Regions from separate parts of the Mus musculus genome. Here regions 2 and 3 are each linked to region 1. The links are chromatin contacts, called in public Hi-C and HiChIP or PLAC-seq maps. All regions are on one chromosome and are shown on one strand. Each heading gives the region's core, a stretch centred on a gene start, on an enhancer-like site or on the middle of the called end of the contact. The rest is flanking DNA. Distances are from core to core; before and after follow the strand shown.

Region 1 (2,924 bases), core at 298-2,797:
ACCAGGAGGGAAACCAGGCCAGGGTAGTGAATATTTGTGAACCTAATGCAGAGATTTGCAAACCCGGGCCTGGTCTCCTAACCGACATCTTTCTACCTGGGAGCACACTAGCCACAAGGGGGCGCTCGAGCTCCACCAGTGCTCATGGCTGGCTCGGCCCTTTCAGTGATTCAGGGATTCCGTTTCTGAAGCCAGGCTGTGGCTCCAGAAGGCCCAGCAGACCCGGGAAGTCTTCCTGGGACTGAGGGCGTGGAGAATGGGTGACTGAGACTGGCTGGACCCTGCGACACCTCCGGTCGTGGAAATGGCTGTGTTATGCTAGAATAAGGGCCAAAGGGCAAGGGTGAGCCGAATGGGGACAGGGCGACACGAAGACTTCCCCAGTCTGGTGACTTCTCTCCCCGAAGCCTGTAGGCCTCCCCTCAGGAGCCAGGGAGCAAGGAGTGGGACCCATCTCAGGGACGGCTGAATAATGCATGGTACACAAACCGAGGCATCAACACTAAGTGAGGGGGAAGGGAAGGGAAACCCAGTCTGTGTTAATATTTATTAAACCCACAGCCCGTCATTCAAGAGCCTCATAAATATTAATTCCTAGTTAAACATTTATATGAACGAGATTGCTTCTCCTCCCCCTCAAAGAACCTGTTTGAAGCTGGTGGTTATGGTGGCCTTGGGGGAAGAGGGGGTCTCCAGGGAACGCTTGGGCTAAAACAAGTCTGCTGGCCTTCTCACGACTTTGCAGCCTCTGGCCCCAACCAGCGCCTGCTTTAGTCAGAACCTGTCTGTTTTCCACACCCAAGTGCCCTAATGGCTCCAGCTGACCTTCAGGTACCTGCCAAGACCTCCTGGTGAAGGCCCTCGTCTCAGGCTACAAAACCAGTATTTCTAACAATTAGCTCCTGCTTCTGTCCATCATGTACATGTAGCAAGGTTTAGTTGGCAGGGGATGGTGGGAATCTGGGAGAAGGGATCAGACGTGGTGCCAATGCCTGGACTCCTGGCAGCTTGTTCTCCAGCAGGCTGGGTGCCGGTCTCTGGGGTCAGAGCATCTTCAGGCTGTATTCCTGGCTGTCCCAGTCCCAGGGCCAGCAGTGTCTTTGTTCTGCTCACTTTGACTATTGCTGTGGCGGAGTGGTGACTGGGGGTCGCTAGGCCCCGATCTCTGTCATCACATGAATAGAACATGTCTGCCCCACGTTCCCCACCCCAGCCCTCTCACATTTTGTTAAAGCTCACTCAGCTGTAATCCAGCCGTAGCCAACTTGTAACATGGTATAGCATGGGGATCCAACTTCATTTTGTTCCACATCACAAGCTGCTTACCCGGCGACTGTGTCCCCCCTGATGTGCAGGGTCCCCTCTGACCTACATGAGCTCTCATGTGCCTGTTCAGAGTCAGTGTGCTCCTTGGTGGCACCTTGCCTGCTTTCTGTCATTTTATTTTTAGTTGCCATGGCTATGCAGCCTGTCTCCATCCTGGCAGAGCGTGCCCTTCCCCTGCCTTCTTTCCAATCAGCTTCCCCATTCAAGGGCTTTTTATTCTTCCTTGCAGGCTGAGAATAGGGTTGTCGAGTTTCCGAAAAGAGCCTTCAGGAACTGTGATTTGAATGACATTAACAGAGAGACTAATTTGGGGACAATTGTTGGCGGTGCTATCCAGAGCCCCCCCCCACTCCCCCACCCCCATGTCTGACCACTGCACCTTCTCCTTTTAGTTGCTCAGCTGAGTCCTTTCACAGGGCCTAGCCATTCTCTGGTAGCTTAATTCTCAGCTACTTAATTGCTTCAGCTGTTGTCGTGAACAGGCCTTATTTGCTGGCTGGGTCCTGCGGTGTGCAGGAATATTATTGATCTTTGTGGCTTTATCTTGTAGCTGTAGCCCGTTCCAGCAGTCTGCTGATCCGGTTACATTTCCTACCCAGGTGCCTTGTTATCCACAAGTCCTGGCAGCTTTATCTCTTCCTTTCCTGATCTTAAACCTCTTGTTACTTTTCTGTGACTTGCAGTGTTGCTCGGGACTTTCGGGCAGTGAGGCGATAAGGGATGCCTTTGTGTGACTTCTGGTCATGCAGAGATTGGAGCTGGGAGGTCTCTCGTGTCTGACATTTCCGGAGGGTTTGGAAGATGGGTCCCACCAGGGGAAAGAGAAGCCTTTCATTGCAGCAGCCTTCCGGGAGTTTGAGAAGTTCTGAATAGGCATTGAGGTTTACAGATCCCTTCCTGTGTCCACTGTGTCCACTGTGTCCACTGAGATACTCTCTGTGGCCACTCCCCCCAGCTCTGGGCATCTCTCACTCCTCTCTGATGGGCCCATTGCTATTACTCTTTAGCCACTTTGTTCAATGCTGTTGATTGGAAGGTGGCCTGTTGTTTTATGCACCTCTAAGAAAGAAAAAACACCGCCTATAAAACCCTGACGTGACTCTTGATCATACAGAAGCCCCACTTTATATTCAGCAAAGAACTGCTTTGGACTTATTTAATCATAGGTTTTTATCATAGCTCACGCTACACATACATAAAGAGGAAAATAAAAACAGGTTAAAGTGGGGCAACGGTGTCTGAACATGCAGAACCGCGATCCTCGGAAGTGGGTTCCAACTGGTGCTCCCAGGGCCCTTGCTTTTTCAGTAGACTCAGACCTAGTGCCACAGGAGAACACGCAGATTGCAGCGTTCACAAATAGATGAATCCCGTCTCTCAGGCTCCGTGCAGAGCTGCTGGCATCAGTCTGAAGGCACTGAAATTTCCTGATCTGACTGGAATCTTCCAGAAGGCTTATAGACAACTCCGGCGAAACACTTTCTCCAAATGGCACTTGGTGCCATGTCAGTAGGCCCTGGCTGTTTAGGCCCCTGGAGGTGCTGGGTCTGCTCGCAGCACGATCACACAGGCTGCTGCCTGAACCCTCAGGCTGGGGG
Region 2 (2,924 bases), core at 162-2,661, 460 kb after region 1:
GACACAGTCACCGACTGTGTGTGTATAGAGGACACTTTAGGACACTACACCAGTGTCACTGAAGGCTCTTTTGACTTCTTGTGCTTGCCTACTCCAGCCATCCTGCCTTACCTGGTCACTTCTGCTGGCCACCAGCGTCTCCCCTGGGGCACTCTACCCCACAAAGCATCTGCATCTTCAGTAGGTCACTGGGGTAGTACATCTTCTTGCTGAATCCTCCTAGTTTCCACTACCAACGAAAAGCTCTTCTGAACATCCCTGCTCTTAGCCTGGCCATACCCCTCTGCTCCCCAGCCATCTGCACTTGACCCAGATGAGGACCCTGCCAGTGTCCCCTCAGAACGGCTCTCCCGTGCCTCCCTCCACGCAGGGCCAGGCTCTTGTCTGCAGTTTGTTCATTTGACTGAATTCTGTGCTCGCAGAACTTTCCCCCTCTGGATAGCTCCAAGCAGTCACTCCAGCAGGGCTGCTCAGTGTCCAGAAGCCTGGGTTAGAGTGCTGTCTATTTCCCCAGCTTTCCCTAGTCTGGCTTGATGCCCACCCCCCATACACACAAACATACACAGTTGCCTAATTAATTCATCTGCCACGTGGCTCGACACAGCACAGTAAGCTTCCACAGGACACAGAGACAGGTGCACTATGCTCACCCCTGATTTCCAGGGTCCCCATTTCTGCCTTGAACACAACAAGTGTCCAATAGGTGCTTGTTGAAGGAATGTGTAGATGGAAGCAGAGACCACCCTTGAAGAGCCTGGGTCAGAGATGGAGAGCCAAGCTTTCGCCTTAGGCCACTTTCCAGGTTCCCTTATAACATATAAATATACTACTAAGATGACAATTATTTTAAAATATGTAGATACAGAATTATACCTGTGAAACAAAATAATAACCTTATGTATTAAAGTCATAACTACTGTACAATCAAACTGCATCTCTCGATTTTCACAGAAAGAAAATTGCTATTTACCAAGTCGATGTCATTGGTCAGGATGCCATTTTTAGTCTAAAAGATTGATGTGCTGTGGGTGGGTGGCAAGGGTACAGGGTGTGTGGATAACCAGAACAGCATCTGGTCCTCCCAGTGACCGGAAGGGAAACTGTGGAGTTGCTTAGGATGGAGACAACTGCAGAAAAACTCAAAGATGGGAGCAGGGACCCTGTCGTTGCTTGTTCCTATTGGAACTACTAGATAATTACCGATTTCCTAAGTGTGACTAGGAAGCAGCTGTTCATGCCTACTATGTCCCATGCTGTTGATCTGGTGGCCAGTGTGCACACCACTCAGTAAAATGCATCAGGCAGCCTGCACTGGCCCTGGGGCCCTTGGCAGCCCTGTCTCTGTGGTCTCTCCCCTTCAAGACCAAAAAGGGATGAGCAGGGTAGCAAAGGACTGTGCGTTGCTAGCTCAGGACTGCCACCTGCTGCTGACGCTGGGAAGCACAATCCCAGGGTCCCTGCTGGACAGAGGACTAAGGCAGACAAGAGTAATGGGTCCTGGGAGATGGGTGTGCGTCTGAGTGACACAGCAAGTGGGGCCCAGGCACCTGCCTGGGCTCCCGCGTTACAGTCCCCCAGGCGTGGCATTTCTGATTCAGCAGGTGCCCAAACACAAAAGCAGGTCTCACCTTCTCTCAAAAGCTCCTTCTGCCAACTCTGTGGCTTCTGCCCCTTCACCTCATGTCCTCCCTCAGGGCAAGCACCAGCACACACAGGAGCGCCCCTTGACCTGATGCTCAGTGGCTGGTCTCTGACAAAATCCAAAGACTTGACTCTTTAAGGAAAAAAAATAATCTTAGTGTTTATTTTTGTTCTGATTGGCTTAATACATCGATGGCATTTCTCTGCCATGTTTGTATCAAGCCCAGCCTCCCCGATCCTCTCGCTCTCCAGCCTTCCCAACTTCTGCCCACTGCATGCCTATTTTCCACTTTCAGGTCTTTGCTTCAAATGAAGATGTGTAATATTTGTCTTTCTGTGTCTGGCTTGTTTTGCTTAATATAACGATTCAGTTCCGATGACTTCCTGCAGAGACATGATTTTAGTCTTATGACTAGAACTCTGTCCACTGTGCACACACATCATGTTTTCTCACTATTCACAGGTAGGTCCCAGGTCCATTCCTTGACTATTATGAGTAGTGTCTCAATAAACAAGGACGAACAGCTCAGTCTCTGTGGTGTGGGATGTGGGATTCCTCAGGGCTGTACCCAAGAGGCAGAGCTGGTCATCCAACAATTCAACCTTTAGCACCTTGAGGAATGTTTGCCTCTTCTCATGGTGGCCTTCCTACTTTACATTCCTAACTATACAAGGGTTCCTTTCCCTCCATAATGGTTTAAAAACACAAACAAACAAAACAACAACAACAAAAAAACCCCAGCTAATCTAAATAGAGATGGAATCTCTCAATGTAGTTGTTTGGTTTTATGGGTTTTTTTTGTTTTGTTGTTTGTTTGTTTGTTTATTGTCAGAGATTTCTCTCTGTACTACAGGTTAACCTTGCAATCCTCCTGCCTCAGCCTCTCAGGTGCTAGGGTTCCAGGAGTGAGCCACCATGCCTGTAAAGGTCTCACTGTAGAACTGGGAGGCCTCGTCTTGAACTCCCCCTCCCTCAGTCTTCCACATGCTGGAATATGTGCTTGCATGCCTGGTGCTCACAGAGGCCAGAAGAGGGCATCAGATTCTCTGGATCTGGGGTTATAGATAGTTGTGTGTTATTATGAGTTTGCTGGAAACCAAACCAAGATCATTTGCAAGAGCAACTGATGTTAACTTCTTGAGCAGCCTCTCTCTCTCTCTCTCTCTCTCTCTCTCTCTCTCTCTCTCTCTCTCTCTCTCTCTCTCTCTCGTGTGTGTGTGTGTGTGTGTGTGTGTGTGTGTGTGTGGTTTACAATACAATATGTCATGGATCACATGTGGAG
Region 3 (2,924 bases), core at 278-2,777, 370 kb after region 1:
GGCTGGTGGGGTGCAGAGCCAGTTGGCAGGGCAGGAGGCAGGGAAGTACAGGTCAGAAGGGAGGGAGGGCCCCTTGGACATTTCTCCTTCAGGGTTCCTCATCCTCCACCAGCAAGCAGCCTCAGGCCAAAGTGCCCCGTGGAAAGACTCACACTCCAAGAGGACAACAAGCACACCCGTGGGATGTACAAATGAACAAAGCCACAGAGGGGCGAAAGGCCTGGGAGGGCCAGGTTCTGGGGAGAAACTCCATGCTTGCTGCCTCTGCCTTGAACCAACTCAGGAAGCCATCATCATGGAAGAGAAAAACTACAATAGGCAAAAAGCGGAGGAAATTCCAACCAGAATGAGGACCCAATCTGAGAAGAGGGAATTCTGAAATCTTGTCTAACAAGTCCCAGTTTGGGGAAGCTGAGGGTGGGAGGGGTGTGGGAGAGGAGAGGACAAAGGTGGCCCAGAGTTCCCAGAGCTCTGCTATTGACTAGTCAGCCTGGTGGACTTGAGCTCCAGGAACTCTGCTATTGACTAGTCAGCCTGGGCCATGGCAGGAACACAAAGGAGACTCCAGTGTGCCCTGTGCCCATGCCAGGCCCTGAACTCTCAATGAAAATGGAGGATATGAAGATGCCAAAGAAAACTGCATTTCAGCACCCCAAAACCTGTGTGGGGAATGGATATTCCCCACAGGTGCAGGGGAGGGAGGCTGGGGCAGGTGTGAGGTTGGCAGGCACTATTTCCTCAAGGCCACCCTGAGTTAGGGCTCCCCTTTGCCTGGAGGCCACACCTTTCACTCTCCAGTGAAATCTCTGACTTCTCCACATTGGTGTAAATCAAATTACCAAGACTCATTTCAGAACCAATATTTTTCAAGGATTTAATTGTAAGTGACAGATACATAACGCTGCAAAATTGGTTTAGGGGGGCAGCCAGCCCGGGCACCACAGGCTTGCTCCCACCAGACAAGGGGCACATTGATATGCAGAGCCTCCCATGGAGTGCAGTGTCCCACCCTCTGGGGGAGAGAGAGAGAGGAGGAAAGAAATCCATGGCTATTGTGCTACTCAGAACCTGGGCTCCATCAGGCAAGAATCGATTCTTTTACTCCCCGGAGACATGAACAAAACGGTTTCATTTCCAACCACTGCGCAATGCAGACGAAAATGTGCACTTCCAGGTAATTTTTGGCAATTTTTTTTCCAGTGTGAACTCTTCACCACTTCAGGAGCCAAATGGGTTCTGGAGATGTGAGAGGCTGCCTAGCGGGGAGGAGAGGCCTGGAGAAGCTACGAGATTTGGCTCTGACGTCTCTCTCGATGCCTCTTGAGCAGACACTGATCCCGAGTCTCCAGGCAGGGAGGGGAACGAGCAGGGCATCTCGTCCAGCCTGCCCCCCACTGCCCCCATCCATTGTCTGCTGGAAAGAACCTGTCATTACCTCAGGGAAATGACAGGGTCTCTCAGGAGACAAGAGCATCCTCAACCCCCAAATGTGCAGATATCACAAAGCCGCTGCTCGCTGGCGCTGGGGGGAAGGGAAGCACGTTTTTTTACATAAAAGCAGGGCTTCTAGCTCCCCAGAGGTGGACCGATCTGGGGAGGGGGGAGGGGCGCCACTCAGCACCCAACACCAGAGATGTCTTTTTTAATACCACAGTATGATGAATTACCTTAAGTAGCACATTAATGTCAGACACTGAATGTAATCTAACTTCTTTTCTGTGGCAATATTAAATGCCTTTCAGGAGGCGCTTCTGGTGATGTGACATTAGTGCTATTAGCACCTAGGGCCCAGGAGGAGTACAGAGGTATGGGGGACAGGGGCTGGTTAACAGGCTGCTGGCCTGGACACCTGGTCTCTGGGGGAAGCCCCTAATGGTCCAGAGTCAGCAGCAAGAAGGTTGAGGGCTTCCCTTAAGCGGCAGAGACCTGGTAGGCCCCCAAATACAGTGACAGTAAAGAAGAGCTGTCACTTGGAGCTGTTTGTTTGTTTGTTTGTTTGTTTTTTCGAGACAGGGTTTCTCTGTGTAGCCCTGGCTGCCCTGGAACTCACTTTGTAGACCAGGCTGGCCTCGAACTCAGAAATCCCCCTGCCACTGCCTCCCAAGTGCTGGGATTAAAGGCGCGCACCACCCGCCTACTTGGAGCTTAAATGGAATTCCTTATGCCACCAGCCCTAAGGCAGACACTCCCTGCTCCCACCACAGCCCCTGAGGAAGAGATGTCAGGTGGGCAGACAGGCTAACTGAGCAGGCTGGTCCTGGGCCTGGCCTTTTCGGGGGTCTCAGCCTGGCTCTATGCCCACACAGCCCAAATATGACAGCCTGATCCATGGGAACCACCTGTCTGTCCCAGAGCTGTGGCAGGTAGAGAAGAGATTGGAGTGTTCAAGTCAGTTAGGCCTGGGTCCCATCTCCCTCCTTCCCTCTCACTAGACAGCGCTGAAACCTCATCTAGTAAACACTACCAGTGTGAAAGGTGGGGACAGCCAAGGACTGGCAGGCACAGGTAGTGGGGGTCAGGAACACTCCTCCTCCCAACAGAGTAGGCACAGAGGCAGGTGCAGCTACCTGACACCTAGAACTCTGTCCTAAAAGAGGGCAGGCGGCCTTTGCCCTGCTCACGTCCCGCCCACCAGGGGGGCTGAACAACTATACAGGCCTTCACCCTACACAGAAAGACCCAGACAGCTGAGCTGCCCAACTAGACCCACCACTGCAATACAGTGGCCTGGGATAGGCGCAGGTTTCTGGTTCAGATCCACTCATCTGGAGGTGGGTCCAGAATTGAGAGGCTTTTCAGAGTCAGCTCAACCTTCCCTGGTCTGGCCACAGCACTCCTAGCCATGCTGAACGTGGATGTGACTCCCATGCCAAATGCCTGCACTCAACCCCAAGCCAGTCTATTTCCCACACTCCGCCCCATCA

The links. Hi-C and Micro-C count contacts between places; a contact is called where the count stands out from the background. HiChIP or PLAC-seq counts read pairs in DNA pulled down with a chosen protein or histone mark.
Region 2: a Hi-C map of cerebral cortex shows a contact between it and region 1, with 2.6 times the contacts expected there. The contact joins two enhancer-like sites. A contact is called at or near these places in 2 of 15 datasets of contacts at CTCF or cohesin (embryonic stem cells and stem cell-derived epiblast-like cells), 13 of 484 Hi-C or Micro-C datasets (the G1E-ER4 cell line, the HL-1 cell line, bone marrow-derived macrophages and 6 more), 2 of 115 datasets of contacts at active chromatin or transcription factors (astrocytes and embryonic basal ganglia) and 1 of 9 other capture datasets (embryonic stem cells).
Region 3: an H3K4me3 HiChIP or PLAC-seq map of embryonic basal ganglia shows a contact between it and region 1, with 6 times the contacts expected there. The contact joins two enhancer-like sites. A contact is called at or near these places in 1 of 15 datasets of contacts at CTCF or cohesin (embryonic stem cells), 6 of 484 Hi-C or Micro-C datasets (CD8 T cells, ECoMG myeloid progenitors, bone marrow-derived macrophages and 3 more) and 9 of 115 datasets of contacts at active chromatin or transcription factors (cardiomyocytes, embryonic basal ganglia, embryonic brain and 4 more).

The regions. Positions count from the first base shown.
Region 1 is chr12:112,540,339-112,543,262 of GRCm38.p6, reverse strand. No RefSeq gene overlaps it. Among named protein-coding and RNA genes, the nearest start is that of Gm40584, 6.1 kb to the right of the region's middle. Within about 2 kb of position 1,547, at least 36 of the 459 cell types and tissues checked have an H3K27ac peak or open chromatin away from gene starts, as enhancers often do. A contact at or near this core is called in cerebral cortex, embryonic basal ganglia and embryonic forebrain, where this site is marked.
Region 2 is chr12:112,076,343-112,079,266 of GRCm38.p6, reverse strand. No RefSeq gene overlaps it. Among named protein-coding and RNA genes, the nearest start is that of Aspg, 29 kb to the left of the region's middle. Within about 2 kb of position 1,411, at least 2 of the 459 cell types and tissues checked have an H3K27ac peak or open chromatin away from gene starts, as enhancers often do. A contact at or near this core is called in cerebral cortex, where this site is marked.
Region 3 is chr12:112,169,449-112,172,372 of GRCm38.p6, reverse strand. All of the region lies in intron 5 of Kif26a (kinesin family member 26A), which reads right to left. Among named protein-coding and RNA genes, the nearest start is that of Kif26a, 25 kb to the right of the region's middle. Within about 2 kb of position 1,527, at least 43 of the 459 cell types and tissues checked have an H3K27ac peak or open chromatin away from gene starts, as enhancers often do. A contact at or near this core is called in embryonic basal ganglia and embryonic forebrain, where this site is marked.